Regions from separate parts of the Rattus norvegicus genome. Here region 1 is linked to region 2. Evidence: chromatin contacts called from public Hi-C data. All regions are on one chromosome and are shown on one strand. The core of a region is the stretch at or near the end of the contact, and the rest is flanking DNA. Distances in the headings are between cores, read along the strand shown. Region 1 overlaps LOC120098867 (a long non-coding RNA gene). Region 2 holds the start of Fam13c (family with sequence similarity 13, member C).

Region 1 (6,121 bases), core at 990-3,489, 64 kb before region 2:
TTGGCTGTGACAATGTTTTCAGATTTTCCATTTGTTCTGGGGACCTAGACTGTTGGTATTTAGTCTAGGCTCCGCCCCACAGTTACCTGGCAACAGCCAGGTATGCCTGAATCACTATAAAAAGGGGCTTCTTGCCCCCTCCTCTCTCTTGGGCTCCTGCCCTTGCTCCTTTTCCCCCTCTCTCTCCCTGTTCTCCTCTCCCCTCCGTCTCACATGCTCATGGCTGGCCTCTACTCTTCTCTCCCTCCCTCCCTCCTTCCCTCCCTCCCTCTTCCTCCTCTTCTTCTTCCTCCTCCTCCTCCTCCTTCTTCTCTCTCTCTCTCTCTCTCTCTCTCTCTGCCTTTCTCTGTCTCTACTACTCCCTCCCCCGACTCCCCTCCCCATGTCCTAAATAAACTCTATTCTGTACTATATCATCGTGTGACTGGTCCCTCAGGGGTAAGGGATGCCTCAGCATGGGCCCACAGAGGCACCCCATTTCCCCAAACCATACTGTGCCTCCACCAAACACATACCTGGCTTCTCTCTTTTTTTTTTTTTAAAGATTTATTTATTTATTATTATATGAGTACACTGTCACTGTCCCCACACACACCAGAAGAGGGCATCGGATCTCATCACAGATGGTTGTGAGCCACCATGTGGTTGCCGGGACCTGAACTCAGGACTTCTGGAAGAGCAGCCGGCGCTCCCAACCACTGAGCCATCCCTCCAGCCCATGGCTTCTCTTATCTAAGACACAACAGACACTTGAGAGGTCAAGCATTCTGTGGAATGGTCTGTTGTCCCCTCTCTGACACTTGCTTGTGATCAGTCTAGTTTATGGAAAGGAAGCTCAGGAGGCACCGTTTCATCGTAGCTCATCAAAATACCCACAGTCACCAGGAGTCGTCAATGTGACATTAACTCTGGTCACAGGGCTGAGGCGCTGTTTGATTTTTCTGCTTCACGGGTCATCGGTCACTGTTTCCAGTCTGTGACTTGTACTTAAAGTAGGTTTAAAAAACTTCGAGGCTGAACGGAGTGGGGATGGGGGCATCTGCACCCTTAGGTTATCTCCGTTTTTCAGCAGCCCCCTCTACCCGTGGGCTATGAACCCCCTGGCTAGTTTGTTCTCATTGGCCCTTACACGAGACACAAACTCAAAACGGACTGGAGTCTGGCGGTGTCTCTTCCACTCAAGCTAAGCTAGGGTCTGGTGGAGTCCCTGTCACTGACGTGTTGGCTTTTGCTGTGGAAAGCATACTGAATATATTTCAAAGTGATTGCTTTCCGTCTTTCCACGGTGTGTATTGTTAGTGCGATTTTCTTGGTATCCATTACCTAATGAATGCGTTTCGTACGTGGTTGTTCCCTGACTTGACAGGGCATCTCTGAGATCAAAACCAACCCCCCACACTCCCCATCCCCTATTCTCAGAGCAGTGTGCATACAGCCTGGAGAACTTCATCCAGAAACCTGAACTGATAGCCCAGGTGGCGTCTGCCCGCTGAGCCACCCTGGGCTGTGTCTTCTGTCCCCAGTCTTTTCAAATTTCAGTGTAGGACTTCAGTTCCCCCCTGGTCTAAGAAATGTCGTTGATTTTTTTGTGGGTTCAGAATATTTTTTGTTGTTGTAAGGATGGGGTGACGGCATCTCATCCCTCAGCATTCACTTTTTGGTGTTTAAAACCTTCTTCAAGGGGCTGGGGATTTAGCTCAGTGGTAGAGCGCTTACCTAGGAAGCGCAAGGCCCTGGGTTCGGTCCCCAGCTCCGGGGGGGGGGGGGGGAAGAACCAAAAACCTTCTTCAAATGAAAGGCCTTGAATGGCAGATTCTATTGTTGGTGATCTTGACTCGATAAGACAGGGAAGGATGGGTTTCGCTCTCTGGCAGGCTATCAGAAGATGCATGTAGCTCACATGTGTGACGGTGAGTTAGGGCAGTGGGACCTTGATCACGATTCGATCATAGGTGCAGCCTCCCCTGGAAGTTTGGAGATGGAAATGCATTTAAAACCTTCCAGGTCTGTGTAAAATACCCAGAAAACCAAGTGGCACCAGGCCTGCTCCTGCCCTGGTCTCGAGGCATTTAGACTAATAGAAAACAACAGCTTTTCTGAAACTTGAGGAAGTGACTTCAAGTGTACTGGCTGGAAATTTACAAGCCAGTGCATGTAATCGTGGGCAGGAGGCAGAACCAGGGTCATTTGTTTCAGAGCCTATTTGCCAGCCTATCAGGAAGAGGGGAAGCATGCTAATCTGATTAGAGGATGTTCAAGCGGCTGTGGGGCAACTGTGAAATCTCAGCCTCTGAAGCACCCATGGGAAAAACACAGCCCTCATTCCTGTTAGATTTTATCGACAGCAGCCAGAGAACGACTCAGCAGTTAGAGATTTAAATGCCAGAGATGTTCTTTCTGAACAGAACTGAAGAACCAAGCCCCAGATGGCGTTTCTTATTCAGGGCACACAAATGCCTCCCACAAACCCCAGACAAAGATATAGAATAAGAATAAACATCTAGAATTCTGAAAAGCTGTCTGGGAAAAAAAAAAAAAACCCAAAAACCCAACAACCTGGATCCACTAATCGTAACAGATAGGAAAAGCTGGCAAAACCCAGGCAGGCAGATTTATTTATTAAGTAGCCATTTCCAATCCTAAACAGAGCCTGGATCCTTTTAGGAAGGATCTAAAAATAGTCTAAAAATAGTTCATGCCATGCACATGCACGCACACGCATGCACACGCAGTCACATACAAATGTGCACACACACACATTAGTGTATGTAATGCTAACCGTAGAACTTTGAGGCAGTGTTAACTCCTTCTCTGTCATGTTCCCTTCCAAATGACTGAGACATATCAGAAAGTTGATTTCTCGCCAAAGTTGATTCTGCCTGAGCCTTGGGTAATCAGAAAATCTTATTAAGAAGAAAATTCCATTATCGTTTAGGACTTGAGTTAATGACCTTCTTTTATCTCCTGTTCTTTGGCCTAGGGCACAGGGCTATTATTATATTAAAGGGTATTTTGGGTGTAACATCCAGGCACAAAATACAGTGGATTAATTTTTGCTTCGTCTTTAGCGGCAGAATAACTGTGAATGAGGCAATACTTGTGTGGTGTCATTCTATGGCTGCCACCTGATTCCCTGGGGATGTTTGTACATTCCAGAAGCAATTCTTCTGAACCACAAATCATTTTTGTATGTTGATGATAAATAATTCTACATGTCAAATTTTCCTAGAAACCTCCCCCCCCGTGTGTGTGTGTGTGTGTATATGTATGTATGTATGTATGTATGTATGTATGTATGTATGTATGTGTCTCAGTTTGGGTTTTACTGCTGTGAACAGACACCATGACCACAGCAACTCTTTTTTTTTTTCTTTTCTTTTTTTCGGAGCTGGGGACCGAACCCAGGGCCTTGTGCTTGCTAGGCAAGCACTCTACCACGGAGCTAAATCCCCAACCCCGACCATAGCAACTCTTCTAAAAGACAACATTTAATTGGGGCTGGCTTACAGGTTCAGAGAGGGTAGAGGAGCTTCGAGTTTTTGCCTCTTATTCTGAAGGCAGCTAGGAGAAGACTGACTTCCAGGGAGCTAGGATGAGGGTCTTAAAGGCCACGCCCACAGTGACAAACATCCTCCAGAAAGGCCACACCTCCTCCAACAAGGCCACACCTTCTAATAGTGCCACACTTCCTAATAGTGCCACTCCCTGGGTCAAGCATTCAAACCACCACAGTTTTGCGTGCGTGCGTGCGTGTGTGCGTGCGTGCGTGCGCGCGTGTGTGTGTGTTGTCTTGGAAACATTTGGAGACCTCCGCTGAGCTTCATCCTTTCCAGATGAAATGGAGCAGCAGGCCCTGCGTTCGAGAGTAGATTGGTTTGTGAAAAACCCGCTGTAAAGCTAGGGGCCTAGAAGCAGCGTTGCAGGTGCTGCCCCACTTACAGTCTAGGTTGCAGATGTAACACTGACTGGCCTTCCCTCAAATGAAGGCGCGTGTGCAGATGCTCTTGGCTATGCGTGCCAGAGCCCAACTTCCTGTGTCCTCCGTCACTTTATTTTTGAGACAGGGTCCCTTAGTGAGCTTGGAGCTTGCCATTTTGACTAGACTGCCTCCACAATCATCCCGGCTTCACACTACAGGGCTGGGGTCCCATGTGTATGCCACCACTCCCGGTCTTTACCTGAGTGCTGTGACTCTGAACCCAGGCCCTTGGCATAGCAAGCCCTTTACCTCCTCAGCCATCTCTCCAGTCCTCGGATGAAGTTTGCAACCATTCCAGAATCTATAATTAGCAAAAGAAAAAAAAAATAAATAAAAGGCTTTCATCGCTTCTGATTCATGTTAAGGAAGGTCAGTCAGTGGAAATAATAATTCTGAGGGCCTGAGATGTCACCAGTTAGTCATTTGGGAAAAGGTCAGCAGATTAAAAACAGCAGTGGTAGACACGGGTTCAAAGCCTGGTGAGACCTTCGTTAATGTAGTAAGCCAGCACACGGACTTTGGACAAGGGCATGCCTAGCTGGAAGCCACTTGGGAATCTTAACTTCTGGTGTTTTAAAGTGGCTGTTGCTTTAATAATTACCATGGTGGTGTCTGGCGTGTTTTGACAGATTTAAATCTTTCATTTAACACTTCTTATTTCACAAGCACAGGCAGCCCTGATTCTTCATTTCTGCTCTTTAATTCACCCTCTTTAACAGGCTCTCGCATCGTGTGCATGTGTGTGTGGTGTGTGCGCGCACACGTGCACATGTGCGAGTGTCTGAGGTAGAAGCACAATTGAAGAATGCACTAATGTTAATTAAGGGTGTGTCCTGTTCCTGTGCTGTGTGACATCTGGAACCTGTGCCCTTTCAGAGCAGAGACTATGTCTTATATAAATAATCACCTTTCAGCCTACCTTATGCAAATTAGTCTTAATAATCTCACAATGATGAAGAAACCATACGGGTACGTCCTGTTCACCAAGCAGGAGTATCTACTCTCCTTTCCCTCTGTGAGTTTGAGTGTCATGACCCAACAGGGCTGTTTCTTTCCCTTGATTTCAGCTGCTCAGAGATGTTGGAGGTCACCAGGCGAGAGCGTGGGCATTCAAGCCGCAATGCCTGGAGACAGGCACAGAGACACATGCTACAGTTAGGCAAGCTGGACTTTTAAAACGTGACAGAAACAAGAGCAGAAACCCCGAGCAAAGCAAGTTTTCACAAAATAAGAATTCGTAGCCAGATAATGAAAAACTTTATTACTTTTTATTCTGACTTATGAGAATAATAGACTTGTTGGGGAAAAAATTTAAACCACAGAATTATTTTTTTTAAAAAGTGTTGGGGTTGGGGATTTAGCTAAGTGGTAGAGCGCTTGCCTAGCAAGCGCAAGGCCCTGGGTTCGGTCCCCAGCTCCGAAAAAAAGAAAAAGTGTCTCATAGAGAAGATTTGAGTCCAGTTTCCAACACTCATGTCAGGGGCTGCAGCTTCAGGAAATGAGAACCTACGAGCTTTAAGGGCAGCTAGACACACACAGGCGCTCTCTCTCTCTCTCTCTCTCTCTCTCTCTCTCTCTCTCTCTCTTTCCCTCTCTCCTACTCTCTCTCCCACTCCCCTTTTTCCTTCTCTCCCTCTCCCCCTCTTCCCTCTCTCTTGCTCTCTCTCTGATACACATACAATTAAAGTTAAAATAAACTCTTAAAACCTTATCAGAGGGAAATAACCACTAATTTTTTGCTCAATAGACAGCCCCCCAAGGAATATTAATGTGTAGGGTTTTTTTTCCCCCCACAATGATGGAGTCAGACTAAAGCATAGTATTGGAGCAACCCTTTTTGCTCTCTGTGCCTCTGGCTTTCTATTAATATTAATAATCTAAGTATTCTTATATCAATCCCACTCCACAGACTGGGTCTGACGAGCATTTGTGCCATTTCTATATCTTTTTAGACTCCAGTAGAATGCAACTGAGGATTCGAGAGCACGGTCAGCTTCCTGGAATCTGCTGTGGGTCTTTGGAAGAGGCTGTCTACTGAACTCCAACAATCATAATCCCATGTGTGCTGCCCCCTGACACCACTTCGTCCAGCTGAGGGCTTTCTGAAGTCCCTGGCCGTTCTTCTTTCTCTACGTACCATGT
Region 2 (5,846 bases), core at 1,218-3,717:
ACCCTGAAGAAATAAAGATATTAGATATTAGATATTAGATTTAAGTGAGAAATTCAGAAAAACGGAAGCTTTTAGCATGTCGGTGAGCTAATCCCATTGAACCTATCTGTCCCCAGTGAGTCTATCTATTGAACTGTACACCGCACATCCTGTCCATTCTGCACACACATGCATGTGAAGAGCAAAGGCTTCAGGTTAACAGGGACTGCATCTGACGTAGTGTTAAATATGCTTTTATTAGTTCTTCCAAGGAAGCCAGGTAGGCATGACAGTAATCGGTCTGCTTAGTCTAAGTGTTCTCTTGGACTTTAAGGCGTTTGAGAAGCACATCGATCGAGTGCATTTGTCGTCCCCTTCTGTTCTCACCCTGCCCACAACATTTTGCTTACCTAAGTCCCATCTCAGAGTCAAAAAGACAAAATAGTTTTCTTTGCTGTCTTTGAACTTATAATATCTCCCCTTTTGAAAACCCGTCTTGGCCGTGTTATGTCAAACCACAGAGAAGTCTGGACGCCAGTCGCTGTCCTGGGAAACACTCATGCTTCCTTAACAGATTCTAGAGATAATTTTCCTCTTCTCCCTTTGAACTTTCCCTGAATTGTTGTTCAGATAAGCCGAGGGCTCCAAAAGAACCTTTTGTGATAGCGATCAGTATTGTTCATTCCAAGGTGAACAGGACATCTCATTTAAAAAAAAAGGTACTTGAAAGCCACTTACCAAAAAAAAAAAAAAAAAAAAAAAATCAGATGTAAGCTTCGAACAACATAAGACGTTTAGCAACCCAAGTGCTTTACGGCAGGCTTTTATTCTAGAGTGTTCTTAACTTTTAGCCATAATATACCGAACGACTGTCTTTCTTCCATGTATACAGTTCTCGTCTGGATCCTTTCTGTTTGTGGTTTGTTGAGAACTAGACTTTTCCTCCCTCTGCGTGTTGTTATTGAATCTCTGGATTTCTGAAGCACATCTCTCATTTCATTTCCTTTTCCTTTTTAAAATTTTTAAAATATTTATTTATTTACTATTCCATAACCCTTTTTTTACAGTCCAGTCTTCATTCCCCCTTTCGGTCTCCTCTTCACCCCTCCCCCACCGCTCCCCATCCCATCCCATCCCCCCTCCTCCCGCCCTGCTCCCCTTCTCCAAGAGGATGTCCCCACCCCACCAGGCCTCCCTACTCCCTGAGGCCTCAAGTGAATTGAGGGTTAGGTATATTTTCTCTCACTTAAGTCAGACCAGGCAGTCGTCTGCTGTATATGTGTGTGGGGGTGTGGGGATGTGGGGGTGTGGGAGGGTGTGAGGGTGTGGGGGGGTGCGTCTCACATCAGCTAGTGTATGCTGCCTGGTTGGTGACTCCGTGTCTGAGAGATCTCAGGGGTCAAGGTCAGTTGAAACTTCTGGTCTTTCACGGGGCCTTCCTTCCCCCCGGCTTCTCTCCATTGGTTGGGTGCTAGTATCTGCTTCTGACTCTTTCAGATGCTTGCCGGGTCTCTCGGAGGGTGGAGGGTTCCTTTTATTTTCAATAGGCCCACAGTATCCACCGCAGTTTCTCAGTTGAAAGCGATCTTCCTTCCCATCCCAGATGAATCACTGGAGATGTTTACACAACAAAACAGCTGGTCTTTCTCCACACTGGACTACCCAGAATGAGCACCACAGCCCCTGAGGGCAGGGGCATTTGGGAACTTGACCGTCTTCAGATCTGTGGACAGGAAGATAGCCTGCAATTAGACTTCACGTTGCCACAAACATGGTGAGGTGTCTGCCATCCACAACCTAGTTCCATGGGACAGTAGGAGTAAGAACACATGCACAGTATGGTCCAATACGTACGTGTTGTACTATCATGCGATCGTATTTCAAAAATTCAGAGACAGGTCTTTCAGAGACGTCTGTTTATTCCAAGTCAAGGGCAACACGTCAGGAAACATGGACAATGAGAACAGAGCAGGATAAACATCCCCAAGCAAGAATAAAGCGGGGCGGGGGTGGGGCTGACCGGCCCTCCCTTTCCCCAACAGAGCAGACTCCATTGAAGGGAACGTGTATGAGTTGTCACTCCATCCTTTGTGAAGGTGCCGTGCTGCTGTGGGTGTAGGGTTCTATCTCCCTAGTGTCCTAGGCACCGGCTAGGGCCTGTAAAGCATTCTACACTTGCCCTGCTTAGATTCATTCACAGCTCCGTGGTCCCGAGCTGGGCGCTTCCTCCCGCGGAATAAAATAACAAGAGCACAGACCGACCTGTCAGGATACAGCCTGCCTTTGGGAGCCTCTTTTGTTCTAGGCAGTAAAAACCAACACACAGTGAAAATAAGTCAAATATCCTTTCCCCCTTTTCGATCCTTCCTTGCTTTCAGGAAAAGCGATAGAAGCATCTTTTCACGTTTGCATCCCCCGGGTGGTGTGGGGGCTGGGGAGGTAACAAGCCATGGGAGGCGGGCATTGCATCCACTGGGGGGGATATCCGTATTGCCAGCTGAGGCTGAGGTGGCAGGCTCAAGCAATTAGGACTCCCTATAGCTCCTAGCTGGCTACCAGGGTTGTGAGGAGCAGCTCCAGGTTCCTGGGGCAGAAGCCCTGGGTCGCGCGCCGCCGCGCCCCGCCCCATCGTCCCCGCAGCCTCGCAGACTGCTGGGCTTTGTGGTTCGCCGGTGCCGCGGGGCCCCTGCTGGGGGTGTCGTCAGGAGCATGTGCAGACAGCAGCCCAAGGTAGAGCGAGCGAGCCGGGCGAGCCCTAAGACTTGCCTGGCAATGCCATGTTTGTGTGCATGCTCTAACTCGGGGAGAGCAATTAGGGAGACGGCTCCCCCGCCGGACTTGGCTCATGTTTTCTTGTTTCTGTTTCAGCCTTCAGGATAATTCCTTCGGCAGCGCCGCTGTAACTGAGTAAGTGCTTCTTGCCATTACAATCGACTTGCATTCCTGTCTCCGAAGCAACTGGGGTGAAGGTATCCCCCTCCCGCTGCCACCCCATCCCACTCCACCCAGTTCCCAGCCCCTCTTCCCAGGCGATGCATTGTCTCCTGGAACCTAGGGCTGCGAGACTGGAGGGACCCACAAACCTCACACAGGTTGCAACCAGTATTTTAGCAACCGGGGGTGGGGGAAATGGGGGTTGGGGGAGTAATAAACCTAGCTTGTTTGCTGCGGGAGGCTCTGTGCCCCCAAATATGCAATCTTGAAGCTTAGCTTAAAAAAAAATCTATGTGACATGTCAGAAAGGAAGCTGGGTTGTATTTTGCCAACATGAGTGTCAGTTTTCATGGCGTGCAGGCTGTGTACATTTGCCCCAAATAGACTGATGTGAGAGAGCTGGAGTTTAATTCCAGCATATTTAAACAGGGTAAACTCATCTCCCTCCTCCGTGTGTACTAATTTTTTTTTTTTAAGACAGCGCGGTAAACTTTTCTAGATGCCTTCTTGTAATTTTTCTCATCTGGCCACGCTAATGTGACTATAGAGAAACGCCTCGCCTGACTAACAACAGTTCAGAGTGGAGGGAGGGAAATAATGGTTTACTCCAGGCCAGCCCATATGTGTGTGTGTGTGTGTGTGTGTGTGTGTTGACGATTATAGTGCCTCGTTTTTATTCTGGTCATTTCTTCCTTAGTATTTTCTTAATAATAAAATCTATATATTGGAAGCAAATATGTAGATTTTGCTGGCACTGTATGTGATTTACATATAGCTGGGATGTATAGTATGTATTGTGTTTTATCATAGGGAAATAAGTGTTTACTTCTGGGAACTTTTGGTAAAAGCTACTCGGAAAAGCTTTGCAGCAGGGTGTGTGTGTGTGTGTGTGTGTGTGTGTGTGTGTGCACGCGCGCGTGCGCGAGTGCAGAGTTGTGTATCCCACTACTTAAGAGAAACGTGAGTTTCACACAGAGGCCACAAGTGGCTTGGGAGTTGTTTGCTAAAGATAAAGCATCTTTTGGCTTTCAGATTCTGCCACTGTTCCAGACTTGGAGAGGGAGGTCTGAGGGTCCTCTGTGTTTCCTGAGGCCTCTTCCCCATGCACCTTTGCTTATCCTGCTTGGTTTGCTACTGACTTAGTACCCTGCTTTGAGCTCACCTAAGTGGCGTCTCTTTAAAATAAAGACCAGGTTGACTTTTGAAGATGCACTGTCTGGAACCCTGGTTATGGTAGGGACATTGCCTTGCCAGAGAGAGAGAGAGAGAGAGAGAGAGAGAGAGAGAGAGAGAGAGAGAGAGAGAGAGAGAGATCTGAGGCCAAGGATGAGGCCTGAATTTCCTGCTAAGTGGTCAGGTAATGCCTTTCTTTTCCTCTGCTGGGCTTTCTGGGCCTGATTCTTAGGAACGCTGTGTGGCTGAATTCCTAGAGTCAGCCACAGTCACAGGCCCAGGGGTTTCAAGATGGAGACTTTTAGTTCTAGCTTTCATATGGTGTGTGTGTGTGTGTGTGTGTGTGTGTGTGTGTGTGTGTGTCTGTTGTGGTTAAATGCTGGGGAGACTATAGTGTCTTGTCCTTGGATACTCCCCGAGGAATTCTGATTGCATAAGATCACGTTACCCTCAGAGAAGTGACAGAGGTTCCTTCTCAAAGGCTGTGAGTAGTGTCTGGGAAGCCATCTGGCTAATGTAAGAATCTAAGGAACTTACAACATACCCAAAGCGCCACAGGTGAGACGCAGCTCAGACAGGGGGGGCATCCTAAACCAGTGGTTATCAAACAGAATGCTTTTTGTCTTTTCCTCTTAATAATATGAGCCTGCTCATGGATCTGTGGGCACATTCCCTTACCCTGCAGGACCAGAGGGTGCTATCTTGAGACACAGACATACCAGGTGTCTTGGAAGTGTCTGGATGAGATCGTAGTCTGTCCTGAGGTGACCCTTTCCTCTTCAGGGTTTTGGAGAGGTGACGGTCCTCTGGCTCCTGTCCCCACCCATGTCCAGTGTCACTTCCCCAGACTACTGAAGTTCCACTAGGAGAAGCTGTTCCTTTGATTCAGGCGTCTGGTATTGATCCTTATTAAAATGGAAATTAAAAACTCTGCCCTGGAAGGCACATCCAAGCATAAGTCCTATGCACTATTTTGTTAGATAGTCCAATCTGAAAGGACACTGCTTGGCCAGTTATGATTATTGTATGTGTGTGCGAGTGTATTCGTTTGCGCGCCAAGCGCGCTCAAACACTGTGTGCGTGAGGGTGCCTTTGGAGGTCAGAGGTTAACCTCCTATGTCTCCTTTGATCTCATTCAGTCTCATCTCTTACTGAACTTGGAGTTTATGGATGGGCTAAGACTGGCTAATGAGCTCTGGGGAGCCTTCTGTCTCCATCCATCCCCAGTCTGAGGGCTTTCTATATGTACCGTGGCTATGATGAGCCGGCTTTAAAGTGTCTGCTGGGGATTCACATTCTGGTCCTCACTCCTGAGTCTAAGAGAATGTCCAGTTGAGCCAGGTCCAGCTGGAGGTCCTGGGAAGAGTCAAAGGAAGAGTGGGACTAGGTATGAAGGGCAGAATCCTCTTGGCTTTTCTCAGGCCTCGGCAATGCCTGTGAAAATCTGGGCGAATTTAACTCATTCTCTATACAGTTTCTCCCCCAACCCCTAACATCAGAGTGGCCTTAGCCTGTCCTCACTTCTGCAGCATTTTTTCAAGATGTGTTGCTTTAAAAGTCCGTTACTGGGTCACTGTATTTAGATTCGTGCCTCCGTTGCCAACGTTCTCTAAGGGCTGGTTTACAAAAATGAACTGATAACCACCACCAGGAAAAGAGATTGGCTCCTGTAAAAGCTACTGATACTCAGGCTAAGGGAGGACCTAGAAAGGGTATTTGGATTGGAGTCAGGTCCGGGGTAGCTTGGGTTCTAGAAACAG

The links. Hi-C and Micro-C count contacts between places; a contact is called where the count stands out from the background.
Region 1: a contact with region 2 is called in a Hi-C map of the A7r5 cell line, with 2.8 times the contacts expected there. The contact joins the enhancer-like site here to the promoter of Fam13c in region 2. A contact is called at or near these places in 4 of 12 Hi-C or Micro-C datasets (the A7r5 cell line, the Rat2 cell line, frontal cortex and 1 more) and 1 of 1 datasets of contacts at active chromatin or transcription factors (oligodendrocytes).

What each region holds. Positions count from the first base shown.
Region 1 is chr20:18,247,424-18,253,544 of GRCr8, reverse strand. It overlaps LOC120098867 (a long non-coding RNA gene), which reads left to right. Exons shown (of 4, transcript XR_010061083.1): 4 at 5,932-6,121. Among named protein-coding and RNA genes, the nearest start is that of Fam13c, 64 kb to the right of the region's middle. Within about 2 kb of position 2,239, at least 27 of the 93 cell types and tissues checked have an H3K27ac peak or open chromatin away from gene starts, as enhancers often do. A contact at or near this core is called in the A7r5 cell line and prefrontal cortex, where this site is marked.
Region 2 is chr20:18,183,509-18,189,354 of GRCr8, reverse strand. Fam13c (family with sequence similarity 13, member C) reads left to right here and starts at 2,467. Exons shown (of 15, transcript NM_001399503.1): 1 at 2,467-2,709; 2 at 2,848-2,886. LOC120098902 (a long non-coding RNA gene) reads right to left here. Exons shown (of 2, transcript XR_010061076.1): 2 at 218-1,702.